Regions from separate parts of the Zea mays genome. Here region 1 is linked to region 2. A link is a contact called in public Hi-C data. All regions are on one chromosome and are shown on one strand. The core of a region is the stretch at or near the end of the contact, and the rest is flanking DNA. Distances in the headings are between cores, read along the strand shown.

Region 1 (6,921 bases), core at 475-2,974, 170 kb before region 2:
CTGTTCTTCTGAACTATAATTAACTTGTGCAAAACCTACAGGCTATGTTCCGGGTGAAGGTGCTGAACACGCTCCCGTATGAATCTGCAAGAAGTGGGAATCGGCAGCAACAGCAAGTCCTTCAGGCAGCATGAATGGAGACACTGGCTACCACCACTATCATCAGCCACACTGTACTGTACAGCATCCGGTAAAGACACAACACTGCATCACGGAAAGGATACACTCGTTCTCGAATATTTGTCGTCTGCTAGTTCAATTTTAAACTAAAACGTGACAAATGAAAAAACGAAGGAAGTAGAAGATATGTCAAAACACATGCAATTTTTGCATCCATGAAGATGCCAAACAGGATCTTGAATACTAGCACCTAGCGGATTGAAATAATGAAGTTGCAGTTCTGCGTGAACTGGATTGTACGATAGGGATAGACAATTTAGCTGTTGTCGGACTGTGTACATCGTTGTACCATCACCGGAAATATTGTACACCGAGAAGCCATATTGTAATTACGGCATGAGAACAGTAACACTTTGATCATGTAATACAGTATATAGTTGTTTAGCAATTAGCTGAGTCAGATAAGATATGATTTGTTCTTCCACAAGTGCCAGCTCCTCGAACTGTTGAAATTTCCTTAAAATTTCTGCAGGAATTGAAAAACTTGTTCCTATAAAATTATTTCATGATCCAATTAAAAATTTTACTATATTATGTTGGATTTAATTGGGCCTAGCCCATTTTGAATTAGTAATTAAATAAAAAAAATAAAACCATAGTTAACGCTAAGTGTGATGGTTAGTCTTGTACGGTACGGACAAGAGGTGCGCGCGGCATGGTGGATTTCTTTTTTGCTGGCATATACAATCTAGATACTACATTACGGTTTTTAAGAACTAGTTACAACTAACAATTTGTTAATACAACCTAATATATCTACATCATGTATCTTATTCACTAGAATCCCTCAAGATACAGCTCATTTTAGGGCTAATTCAGTTTGATGCTAATCAACGTGGACTAGGTGAAATTGAGTCGGTTTAAATCCATAGAGTCAAAATACACATCAATACATTTGAATCCCCTCCAATCCACATAGGAAATTTAATAGACCACTATGTTTTAGCAACTATGATGGCCACTATGTTTAGTGGACTATGATGATCACTATGTTTTGGTTGTTTTCGTTACTAGTAATAGACATTGATTTATCAGACAATACCATGATTAAATCCCTTGCTAGCCAAAATTTAATAGAAAGATATTTAGCCCACCTCAATCTTCTCCGACCCCACATGGATCGAGGGGATTGAGGTGATTTGCATAGGGATCGAAGGAGATTGAGGTGTACTAAATCCCTTTCTATTGAGGTTTGACTATGCCTTATTCGTTGCATGTGGATCAAGAAAATTAAATCTTTTTTATTTAATTTTAACTAGTAAGATATTTAATTCCCTCCAATCGAACGAGCCCTAACTGGAGTTGATCAAGTTGGTACAGTGCAAACTGCCGTTAGGAGGTTACACTTCGATGGAGTGCAAAATCATGAATCTATGTAACTGTGCAGGCGAGGCCGATATGAAATGGGCTCCTAATTCATAGCAAAGCCAACAGGACCTTATGAAATGGGCTGCACATGGCCCTGCGCCTCTGCCTGTGCAGGCGAGGCCGATTACGCGAACGATCACAGGTCAGTCCGTTGGATCACTTTTGCTCGGTCCAGATTCACTCAGATTGGGCTTTTAGAAAACCCAACCCACGCCGCGCCGCGGGGCCTCTTACCAGCTTCCCAAATCCCAGGGGCAATGTCAGCCCACGCCGACGCCGGCGCCGGCGCCGGCGGCCGCCGCCGCGGGACCCTTGCTAAGGTCGCCCTCTCGTCAGTGTCGGCCGCCATGGCGGAGGCCTCCACCTACCCCTTAGACGCAGTCAAGACGCGCCTCCAACTCCACCGCAACCCCGGCGGCGCGCCCGGGCGCGGCGTAATCCGGGTCGCGGCCGAGCTCGTCCGCGATGGCGGGGTTTATCGGGGCTTCTGCCCCGCCGTCCTCCGCCACCTGATCTACACCCCGCTTCGCATCGTGGGGTACGAGCATCTTCGCTCCACCCTCGCTAGCGAGGGGCGGGAGGTTGGACTTTCTGAAAAGGCGCTCGCTGGGGGACTCTCCGGCGTTGCCGCGCAGGTAAAATTTTGAGACATGGACTTGATAAAATACACCAAACTATTTATGAATAACAATTCCGTAAGCGGTAAGTCCACATGAGATTTGCAGATAGGTTGTGGCGCATCACTCTCACAGTCTAATTAGAGCGAAAGTTAGAACTTGTTTTGGGCTAGGTTTGCAAAATGTTAATCAAACCATACTTGATTTACATGCTTCGATTAATTTCAAGCTGTATATTTCGAGTTATGAATATACTCTTTTGTTGTTCTACCTATTAAATTGCACATGGACAACATCTTATCCGAAAGTGAGAGAGGCACTTTTTACTGATCTGTCATCAATTTATCACCAGTCTCAATATTTAAGGGCATGTTTGAATACTCGTGGCTAGTTACTAGTTGGGGCTAAAAATTAGCTCAAATTAGCCATGATTGGCTAGCTAGTTGGCTAACAACTAGTTGAAGACTTGGTTAAAAGGTTAGTCCATCTATTGGCCCTTTTGTTTGAATGCACTAGAGTTAAATTTGAGCAGAAAATTAGTAAAATAACAATTAGCCCATGGTATCCAAATGTGCCCTAAGTAGTGTGGTGGGTGATAGAGCAACACACAGCCTTTTTTTTGGTTCAGTTGTTTCATGGCATGGCATGATGAGCCAATGACTTCATTGAGGAGCAGCAACAGTGAGATGCCAACTTCAGTATGTGTTCAAATTGTATTGCTTTGTATCTGTGCTTCTATTCTTCACCCCCATAGTGTGGCCATTTGCGTCCAACACATCTGATCTTCCTTAACAGTTACAGTTGCTGATAGGGGCATAGGGCCATCATTGCAAAAAAAAAAGGAATGATGTCCTTGTCCACTGCAGACAAGGAACTGATGAACTATCAGATATAAATCAAAACATGTAGTGCACTAAGGGGTGTTAGGAATTCAGGATCTAGATCTAGACTTAAGCTATGCACCAACGTGAATCATACATTTGATACATACTGTCGGATGAGATGATACTGGAGTGGCTGGTGATGCCCATTTTGGTGACCGAATATGATTACACAAAATACAGAAAGGTGACTTGACTAACACTTCTGTTCAGACCTACTTGGTTTACAAATGGGCAAGGAAATCAAATTAGACATCCTACAATAGGTCCAATATGTGGGGATTTGTCTTTTGATTGATTGGGACTTGGGAGTAGGTAGGCCTTCTGATCAGCATATCTACAAGCCATCTATGCTTGATTAGGCTTCTTCGCAGAGTTCCTTGCTAAGGTACTGGAACAATCAGCATATCCAATATTTGCAATGGTAAAATGGTACTGTATTATTAGAAGGTGATGCTCCAAAATCAATATGGCACTGTATTGATGTTCCCAAATTAATTCTTTTTTTAATGTTTGATGAAGTAACTATTCCTTTGCCCATTGTATTGCTACATAACACCAGAGGTAATTTTGTTCCTGCTACTTTGCAGTGCAGGTGGTGTCAAGCCCTGCTGATCTCATCAAGGTAAGGATGCAAGCAGACAGCAGGATGTTGAGCCAAGGCATTCAACCACGTTACACTGGAATGGCAGATGCTCTCACTAAAATCATACGAGCGGAGGGTTTCCGGGGACTTTGGAAGGGGGTTGTTCCAAATGCACAGAGGGCATTTCTTGTCAACATGGGTGAATTGACGTGCTACGATCATGCAAAGCATCTCATCATTCACAAGGAGATTTGCTCTGACAACCTTTATGCCCACACATTGGCCTCTGTCGCGTCGGGGCTGTCTGCGACAACTTTGAGCTGCCCAGCGGATGTAATCAAAACAAGGATGATGAACCAGGGGAAGGAGGGTAAAGCTATGTACAGGAGTTCTTACGATTGCTTGGTCAAGACTTTGAGGCATGAGGGCGTAACGGCACTGTGGAAGGGTTTTTTGCCAACATGGGCAAGGCTTGGCCCGTGGCAGTTTGTGTTCTGGGTTTCCTACGAGAAGCTGCGCCAAGCATCAGGCATTTCGTCATTTTGATAATGGAGGGTTTTTGTTTCATTCCAGAGGCTTTTAGATCACAGAAATGTTCATTCCTGCAACTTCATGGTAGCTTTATAGGATCGAACCCTTTTCATGCTGGTTTACTGGACTGCGGGCTTTTATCCTTCGCTGTTTTCAAGGGGGGAAACAGACGAAGTTGCTATGCCTCATTGTATTTTTGAGTTTTTGACAATATACAGGACTCTTGGACAGTTGGATTCCACAAAAAACCGATACTCTCATCTTTGCTCCTTTTGCACTTAACAAAATTGCTTGCTCAAGCTATGTTTGTGTGACATGTGCCCTCACGTGAGCAGTTATTATGTACGCCGTCCAAAGTTTGTCATCTTTAAACCTTTATTTATAACTTTTAATCACAGTATAATGAGGGGAAAATCTGAATGTGTGATGTATGAACTAAATAACAGTATCTCATGACTGCAGCAACTGGACACCCTGTGGGAAGTCCTCGCAGTGCCGGATGTGCCGGACCATCCTGCCGGTGTCACCTCTGGCCTTCGCCCGGCAGTCGTAGTTCGGCGGCGAGTGAAAACACGGCTCGATTGTGGGGGCCAGCCTGCACGGCGTGTCAGGCGCCTTCCCATGGTTGGGGGGCATGAGCACCCACGGTCTCAGCCCGGCCAGCCCCTGGCTGACGTACCCGAACGTGGAAACGCCGGTGGTGACCAGCACGTCGGCGAAGCTGAGTAGCACCATCTCCGCGAGCGCCTTCTGGTCCTGCTGCCGGTCACCGAAGCGTTGCTCGCCCAGGTGCGTCGGCTGGAACACGCTCACCGCCTCCCCGCCCGCCGCGCCGTGCTCGTGGTACAGTTCGCTGAGCTTTTCAGAGTACTCGTTGTATAGGGAGACGACGACCACCGCCTTGCGTTTGGCCGGCTGGGCGGCGGAGCCCACGGCGGCGGCGGTGGTGTTGGCTCTGGGCACGCTGACGCCTGGCAGGATGTTCTCATGCTCCGCGCACTTGAGGATCTGGGCGTAGAACTGGTCGGTGGAGATGGGCGCCCACTTGAACACGCGCACCTGGACGCCCACGCGCTCGTCCGCCCGGGCGAAGTAGGAGCCGTGGTACCGCGTCACCATGCCCCAGACCGCGTTGCTGGGGTGGAAGAGGTAGCGGCCGAGGTGGTGGAACACGGCGTCGCGGCGGGGGAACATGCGCGCGAGCTCCCGCTCGTGCCGCGGGACCAGGAACAGGCCCGGCGCGAAGTAGTTGTCCGCCTGGAACACGAGCCAGGGCACGCGGCGCAGCTCGGCCTGCACCTCGTCGCAGAAGAAGAGCTTATCCTGGACGTTGTAGTTGTGCAGCAGGTGCACGTAGAGCCACGGCGCCCCGCGGAGCGCCTCGCCACGTCGCAGCGTGTTCCCGAGGCTCGCGTTGGTGCGGGTGCTGAGCCCCTCGTGAACGGCGGGGAGGTCTTTCTCCGGCAGGATCCACGTTGACCCCGGGAAAGGCTCGCAGAAGAGGTCGCCCAGGTCGTGGCTGCTGCTGCTGTGGAGGAGCAGCACGCGGTCGGTGAGGAGCGCGTAGAGGAAGCCGGAGGCGATGGAGAGGATGCGGTTGCCGAGGCCCGCGTTCGGTGTCCACACGAGGTAGTTGCACCGGGCGCCGGATGAGGAGGGGTCAGCGCCGTCGCCAGAGGCGTTGGGAGAGGCGCGCAGGCGTTCCGTGGCGCGTGCGTAGGCCGGGGTGCCGGGTGCGCAGAGGCGGTGGAGGGACTCGTACCGGCGGAGGGCGGAGACGAGGTGGGGTGAGAGCGCGTGCAGGGACGCCCGGCGGTAGAGCGAGGCTCGGTACCGGCTCAGGCAGGAGCTGTCGTCGAAGTCTGGCGAGAGGAGACCGCCGAGGAGCCTGTCGCCGGGGTTCGGCACCGTCGCCAACGGGATGCCGCCCTTGTCAGACACTGCCGCGCGCAAAGAAAATTAAGCGCTTAGTATCATTACGAAAAAAATTAGGGATAAGTCAGTGGATAACTATAGTCACATAACTGGGCGACAACAGACAAGATACGTACTGGCGTTCATGACGACGCGGACTCCGGCCGAGACCCATGTTTCGGCGTCGCTGGAAGGCGTCCATCGGGCCCCGAAGAGGACGGCGGCCGTGAGCAGGACGGCCGCCACGCTCGCCGCGGCCACCAGCACCGTCGGTCGCAAGGCCGACGATCTGCTCTTGCTGCCGGGTTGCCACCGCGCCGCCATGCTGCCACGGATGGGCCTCCGGTCCGGTCGTCCACCAGGAAGGAACGTGGGTGGCTCTGGTACTTCCGAGCTTTACTGCCGCAGCGAGCGGCCGAGCCATAAGCTTGCTTAGTTATCGAGTGCGACGACGACTATAGTTTGCAGCTTCATGACGCAAGGTACGGTGGTGCCGCGCGCTGGAGTGAAACAGGGGAGCGTAGCAGTGTTGCAGGGTCAATGCTTCGATCGTGCCAAAGCCGGTGGAACACTGGAACGCTGGACTGTAAAGTTTTACGCTATCTGACCATTTCGTTGTCTTATCATCATAGGTCTATGTCTCGTCCATATTGTCAGACCTCAGGATTAAGTTAGGGCAAAGCTAGACAGATCTTCGCTCGTGAACAATGCACCTTAACTTTCACTGCCCGGGAATAAAAAAACAGGACTAGCCGGATAACGGAAACGAACCAAAAATAAAAGGAACAAATTGATAACAGTTCAGAATCTGACGTAACAAGCGAAAACATCACTGCAGCATAGA
Region 2 (7,045 bases), core at 185-2,684:
CACTTATTTTTTTTAATTCATTTCTTTATTTCCTCAAAAGAAAATAAAGGGAAAACCCCAAAATGAATAACATAAAGTATACTGTAGTATTTCAAAAACTGTGGTTTTCAAAAACCTTGTTCCCAAATAGGGCCTTATATATTTATAATATTTATAACATCTATCCTTTATAGAATACAAATGAATATGTGTTTCAGTTGTTAGAAATTGAGTGTGGGAGGGAGATGGTAATGGTTAAAACCCTAAGTTCTGTGCTTATTTTTTGGATTTCACGTGGAGATGGGAGTGAGACATGCGAAGAAACTACCACTTAAATATAGTAGATACTAGCAAAATATTGTGTGTTGCGACGACACATATGAGACGCACGAAGAAACTACCGCTTAAATATACTAGAGACTATCAAAATACTGTACGATGCGATGATACATAATCATATTTGATATCCATAAAAAATAAAATTAATAACAAAGCGAACATTTTGTCCACATATCAGATATTAAACTGACAATAACAAATATTAAACTTTTACTTATGGCATGTTTTGAAGCACCAAGTTTTTAAGAAACTAGTTTATAAAAACCGAGGAACATACCAGTTTGTATCCTAGATATTAGAAATTGGATTCCCATCTTCTTAAAAACTAAGAAGCAAGCCTCCCTAGATAAAACGAGTTTATGAAAACCGAGGTGGTTCCTAACACCATAAACTAGCTTTTTCAATAAACCAGTTTCTAAAAAATAGATACTTAAAAACTAGGTTACTTCCAAACAGCTCCTTAGCAAAAAAAACGAGAAAGATATGTATTAAAAAGGAGCCTAACCCGCTTTTTATATTCCGCTCGATCGCTCGTCCTCCTTCAGTTAGTAGATGATACTATGTAGAACCGATGTGATATGTGTGGCTTTTATGTCGTGTTGGGCTTTGTTGTTTTTTTACGGTCTATCTATAGTATAACAATCTATCTATAGTGTAACAACCCATTGACAATGGCCCATAGTTAGATGGCGCGCAATCCAAAAAATTGATGCTTTAAAGAAGTAATGACACTAATGAGTTAAATAAGTAGAGACAGAAGAACCATTGGAAATAAGCTTTTACCACGAAAATAGTTTACATTTAGGGCTAGTTTGGGAACACTAATTTCCCATGGGATTTTCATTTTCCCAAGGGAGGAAAATGAAAATCCTATGAGAAATTAGTGTTCCCAAACTAGCTCTTAGCGGAATAGGTTCGTTGAAGATGTTTAGCTGAGAACAAAAGTTATTTTTAAATTATTTATTTATAATTGCTATAAGACAGCCGCTGAAAATAGTCATACAGGCCAATTTTGGGGGCCCAGTCTCACCAAATTTGTAAAGCACGGCTCAGCCCATACAACGGTTCGGCCCTGCAAGACAGTAACACTGCGCACCTCGCTGCCGGCACGGTTCGCTCGCTCGAACGGGGTTACAGCCGCACAGGGTAACGAGATGGCGGCGGTGCTTACCCGAGCCGGCGGCCGCTCCAAGCGATCCGTCTCCGGCTTCCACCTCCGCTCTGTTCTCGCGGGGCACGGGACCTTCTCATCTGAAGCCGCGTCGACCGCCGTGGGCGATCGCGTGGTCGCGGCTACGGGCGAGCACGATGGGGACGACCTGCGCAGCCGCATCTTCCGACTGGGCCTGGCGAAGCGGAGCGCGACGGCGGCACTCGAGAAGTGGTCCAGTGAGGGACGCGACGCACCCACGGCGGAGCTCCGCCGCATCGCGCGCGACCTCACCCGCGTCCGTCGCTACAAGCACGCCCTTGAGGTTCGGCACCGGCAGAATCCTTGTCCCTTGTTATTATTGCTCCTCCTGCCATAGGCCTCGTGAATGCGGGGTTGAATTCATTGTCTGTGCTGCGCAATGAACTTTGATCTAATGTGTTCTTTTTTTGTTGTGGAAATGGATAATTTTTTGTACAAAACTAGGCAACTAGCAATAGCTACCAAGACCAACGGCAAGGCCAAAACAATAGAAAAACATAAATGGAAAAGTTCCAAATAATGCTCCTCCCATGACAGGCAAAAACTTTGCATCACTGCTGTGTCCAAAACCTAGCCGGCTATGATATGAGACCCTCTGAATAAAATCTGTACAAAAGAATTTGTGATGTGCACGCGTTGTAGGTTTATCTACCTGAATAATTAAGATGGTTCGGTTGGCTCTTTACAGTGCCGCTGCTGATGCTTCTGGTTTCATCAACAGGCCGAGCTTTTCTAACTAGATTTTGCTGTGGGTTAGTAAGCTGTATTCATGTGCTGTAACTTTGTTCCTTATTGATGAGGGTGCCTATGAAGATGCTCATGAAGACTGGCATGATGGCGAAGGTTGCAGCTATGATCTTATAATTAGTAACCAACATCTCATCAATTGAATTTGTCTCAAGTATTCCTTTTGTTGCCATTTTAATGCTAACTGATACTAGCTATTGCGTTTCTATATTTTTACAACATGATGAGCCATCTTACCTTTACATTCCTTTGCGAAATGGTCTTGTGTCATTGAGATCGGATAATCCTGTATGAGAACTATCGCTAACCCTGAAGGATGTCATCGGCCAGACTTTTACGTTGGCAAAGCTTATAGCATATATTCCTTTCCTCTTATTTTGTTTGGTTGCTTATGCTGATACCCACCATACCCTAGCAATATTACATTTTGTCGATGGTGGTTTACACCTTTCCCCTTCTAGGGAGAAAAAAAATACAGATCGCTGTATCAACTAACTATTAACTGCATATTTTACAGGTAGCAGACTGGATGAAGACACATCACGAGTCTGATCTATCAGAGAACGACTACGGAATGCGCATCGACTTGATTACCAAGGTCTTCGGTGCCAGTGCCGCGGAAGATTTCTTTGAGAAGCTCCCACCGGGAGCCAAATCGCTAGAAGCCTACACAGCACTTCTGCACTCCTATGGCCGGTCGAAGATGACGGACAGAGCCGAAAGGCTGTTCGAGAGGATGAAAGACGCGAGCCTGCCTATGGACGCCCTGGTCTACAACGAGATGATGACCCTGTACATCTCCGTGGGGGAGCTCGGTAAAGTGGAGGCCGTCGCAGAGGAGCTGAAACGGCAGAACGTCTCTCCGGACCTGTTCACGTACAACCTCCGTGCCAGCGCGGCCGCGGCGTCCATGGATCTCGAGGGCTTCAGAGCAGTCCTCGACGAGATGTCCAGAGACCCGAAGTCGTCCACAGAAGGAGGGTGGGCGCTGTACCGGGACCTCGCGTCCGTGTACGTCGACGCGGGCCAGCTTCTGGGCTCTGTGAATTCGCCGCCGGTGGAGGCCGGGGAGGCGAGGATCAGCCAGAGGGAATGGATCACCTACGACTTCCTCGTCATCTTGCACGCCGGCCTCGGCAGGCCAGAGAGGATAAGGGACATCTGGAGGTCCATGGTGGCGACCTCGCAGTCGCAGTCGCAGCAGCAGCAGCGCATGACGAGCCGGAACTACGTCTGCGTGGTCTCGTCCTACCTGGCGTGCGGGCGGCTGGAGGATGCCGGGGAGGTCGTCGACCAGTGGCAGCGCTCTAAGGCCCCCGAGTTCGACGTCTCCGCCTGCAACCGGCTGCTGGACGCCCTCCTGCGCGCCGGTCTCGCCGACGCCGCGGGTAGGTTTCGGGAGCTGATGCTGCAGAAGCGTTGTATACTGACTAGCAGCAGCAGCAGCAGGGCGGCAGTGGTCGAGTGATTACGGGTTGGTTTCGAGTCTGTTCTTTTTGTTGTTGTTGTCTTGTGTGAAGGAATAAACAATGGACAGCCCAAGCACTCTGCACGTTACGTTATTCTCTGACATGATTGATGTGATCATGTCTGGTTAGTGGGTTACGTACGTACATAGTGCCAGGCTCGTGGCATGACGAAGCACACTGAGAAACTGTGTACGGCCATCGGTGCGCGCGTTCTTGTGACCTTCGTCTTCTTCCTGGCCCTAACTACCCTGCAGGCTGCAGCTATTGTAAAGACGACAGGTACAGCGGCTACGAGCTGGCGGAAACGATGCTGTTGCATACTGTTTGTCCTATGCTCCACATTCTCGCCACGAAGATGGTGACGTTGCGAGTTGTTGTTTCATGATTGTGCGTGGAATAAAGATACCGGTCGCAAGCCACAGGAGTTTTTTCAAGTATTTCGAGTCCTTTCATGCGTTGCCTACCACCACCTTCCATTCCATCCACGGCTGCTTTGATAGCCCCCGAAACCTCAGAATACTCCCGGTCCCGGCCCGGTGTCAAACACTCGGCACACGCCTGCCTGCCATCCGCCGCTCCTTCGGCACAGTCGCGCTCGCGCAGATGTAAAACGTGCCAACCCTGCGTCAAAGATCCACCCAGATGCAGGAACTGAACTAGGCGGGTCTGGGATCGGCAAGAAAGAGAGAGGGGCAAGCAAGTATTTCGCCCAACTCACGAGTCACGACGTGGGATGTAGGCATCCGCAGCACCACCAGCGCGCGTCTAGCTAGCAACACCAATCGGTTTCTCACTTTCTCGTGCCGTCAAAGCAGGATTCGCTCCACAGCAGACAGACCGGCGGCAGAAGTGGTGCCGTTTCCCCAAATCTGTGCCTCTGCGTGCGTGCTTCGCGAGGAGCGATGGAGACGCGGCAGCTGCTCCTCGTGTTCTGCCTCCTCGGCGCCGGCATGGCCGTCGTCGTGGACGCGCAGGCGCAGTCGGCGCCGGCGCCGCCGCCTCGGCAGACGCCTTCTGCGCCGCCGCAACAGACGCAGTTCGGCCGCACCATGTCGACCTTCATCACGGTGGCCATCAGCGTCTTCTTCTTCTTGCTCTTCGTCTGCGCGTACATCAACCAGTGCCGCCTAGCGGACCCCGGGGCGGCGGCGGCGGCAGCGGCAGCGGCAGCGGCAGCCGGCGGCGGGGGCGGGGGCCCGTCCAGGAGGGGGAAGCGCGGGCTGGACCCCGCGGTCGTCGCCACGTTCCCGATTGTGTCGTACAGGGAGGTCGTGGAGCACAAGATCGGCAAGGGCGTGCTGGAGTGCGCGGTGTGCCTGACGGCGTTCGAGGACGACGACGACCTCCGCCTGCTGCCGCACTGCTCCCACGCGTTCCACCCGGAGTGCATCGACCCCTGGCTGCAGTCGCGGGTCACGTGCCCGCTCTGCCGCGCGAACCTCGAGAAGCCGGCGCCGGCGCCGGCGGTGGCGCCCCCGTCGCCTTCGCCGCGGCTAGCGCCGCGCCAGCCTTCGCCGCCGCCGGAGGCCGTGGCGATACCGGTGTCGGACGACGGATCGGAGGGGGGCAGCAGCAGCTGCGAGGACGACAGGAAGGAGGAGGCCGTCGAGCTGGAGACGCTGCGCAGCGCGCGGCGCGCCGCCAGGATGCCGCGGTCGCACTCGACGGGGCACTCGCTGTTCGCGGCGGCGGCGGCCGCCGCCGCCGCGGAGGAAGGCGACCACGAGAGGTTCACGCTGCGGCTGCCGGAGCACGTGCGGGAGCAGGTGCTCCGGTCTCGCCGCCTGCGCCACGCCACCAGCCTGCTCAACCTCTCGGACATGAGTTCCGAGGGGAGCTCCCGAGGCGGAAGGGGCGTAGCAGGAGCAGGAAGCTTTGGCAACGGCGGGGGGAGCAGCCACGGCGGGCGCCGGTGGCAATCGTTCCTGGCCAGGACGGTCTCCTGGGCGCGAGGCGGCGGCGACGGCTCGGTGCGGAGAGGCTGGGACGGGTCCACGAGGAGGGGGAGGGACGGCGGTGAGTCAAGCTGGAAGGGCGTGGCGTCGCCGCCGCCGACGGGCCGGCCGTGATCGAGGCCGCGGCTGGAACTGGCATGCTGCGGCCCCGTAAAGTTTGACGAGCTGTGCCTTTTCTTTTCTTTTTTCTTTTGCTGTATTTGTTTATTGTTAGGAGCATTTCGTGATATATAGCTGCCAGATTTTCGCGACACTTTATTTATCTATCTAGCTTTTATTCTAGTACCTTTCTGCAAAGATTGATTCGTCTGGTCCGTAGATTTTGATTTTGTGGGATTGATGATTACTGACGATAAGAGAAGAACTCACTTTGGTCTCCCTGCCGTTCTTTAGTTAAACCCTCATCAGTATCCTTCTTTTGATTTCGAGACGGTAGCCTCTCCTTTTGCTGTCACGATTCGACGTCAGTGGGAGAAGCATTGTCCTGCCACTGCCAGCATCAGCTTTGTAAGATCATCTGCGATCGCTAATCATCATTTCTCTTCATGAAAGGACTGTTCATCACCATTCTTTACGAGGTCTTCTCTCAGTACTGGACTCTTTTGGCCGTGGCTGTGTGGGTGTCAATCTGACTTGGAGAGATCGATGTGCGAGAAAAAACAATGGGGAAGGTTCGCGCACTGGGTAGTGACCGGCGTAAAGAAACTGTAAAGAAACCATATTGGATAAGGAGGCCGTCGCCCCCATTTCAAAGGCCTTTGTTTGGGTCGCCTAGTGGGCAGTGGCTCCTGGCGACGGGTTTTTGAATTTTGATGAAGTCTCTTGGCTACGGTTCACAATCACGTCGCCGGACAAGGACGACGGTGTACCCTCTTGCGGCAGCTAGCTAGCGCCCAGGCGTGCCTTCACCTGCACGCTGCACTGCCGTGGAGAGATTTTTTTTATTTGTTATAAACAGAGTGCTCCAGATATCCAAAGGATTTTCTTCTGCGAAGCGATCGAGAAAACGAACCATCATCATCCGTGGGCGCATCGCGGAAAGAGCTCAAGTGGCGCCGGACAGAAACGGCGCCGATGACGTGGCAACTTTAGACGATGGTACCTATGGTTTGGCAACTTTAGGCGATGCATTGCGGTACCTGTGGTTTGGCCGGGTTCTTGCTATCTCTAGTCCATGTCCGAGCAAGTACTCTACGACTCCAGGGACAACTGCAGCTAAGCCATTGGCAACGAAGCTATGGATCTTGTGAATTCTTCGTGCCACAGACCATGGCTATTGGCTCTCACCCACCTCCAGATGGTTACCCTAAAACCGATTAGTTTTTTATCATAATATGTGTTTAGACTAGTTTATCTATTTATAT

What was found. Hi-C and Micro-C count contacts between places; a contact is called where the count stands out from the background.
Region 1: a Hi-C map of endosperm shows a contact between it and region 2, with 2.0 times the contacts expected there. The contact joins the promoter of LOC103646382 here to the promoter of LOC100276555 in region 2. A contact is called at or near these places in 2 of 25 Hi-C or Micro-C datasets (bundle sheath and endosperm).

Annotation. Positions count from the first base shown.
Region 1 is chr2:46,235,279-46,242,199 of Zm-B73-REFERENCE-NAM-5.0, reverse strand. LOC103646382 (mitochondrial uncoupling protein 3) reads left to right here and starts at 1,724. Exons shown (of 2, transcript XM_008671113.4): 1 at 1,724-2,183; 2 at 3,642-4,462. The coding sequence starts at 1,806. The coding sequence ends at 4,178. It overlaps LOC100285076 (zeaxanthin epoxidase), which reads left to right. Exons shown (of 16, transcript NM_001157971.2): 16 at 42-602. The coding sequence ends at 134. LOC103646383 (probable fucosyltransferase 7) reads right to left here and starts at 6,645. Exons shown (of 2, transcript XM_008671114.2): 1 at 6,215-6,645; 2 at 4,249-6,103. The coding sequence starts at 6,401. The coding sequence ends at 4,614.
Region 2 is chr2:46,062,347-46,069,391 of Zm-B73-REFERENCE-NAM-5.0, reverse strand. It overlaps LOC100276555, which reads left to right and starts at 1,434. Exons shown (of 2, transcript NM_001374063.1): 1 at 1,434-1,793; 2 at 2,775-3,867. The coding sequence starts at 1,473. The coding sequence ends at 3,725. LOC103646378 (E3 ubiquitin-protein ligase ATL6) reads left to right here and starts at 4,177. Exons shown (of 2, transcript XM_020548284.3): 1 at 4,177-4,461; 2 at 4,542-6,059. The coding sequence starts at 4,629. The coding sequence ends at 5,795.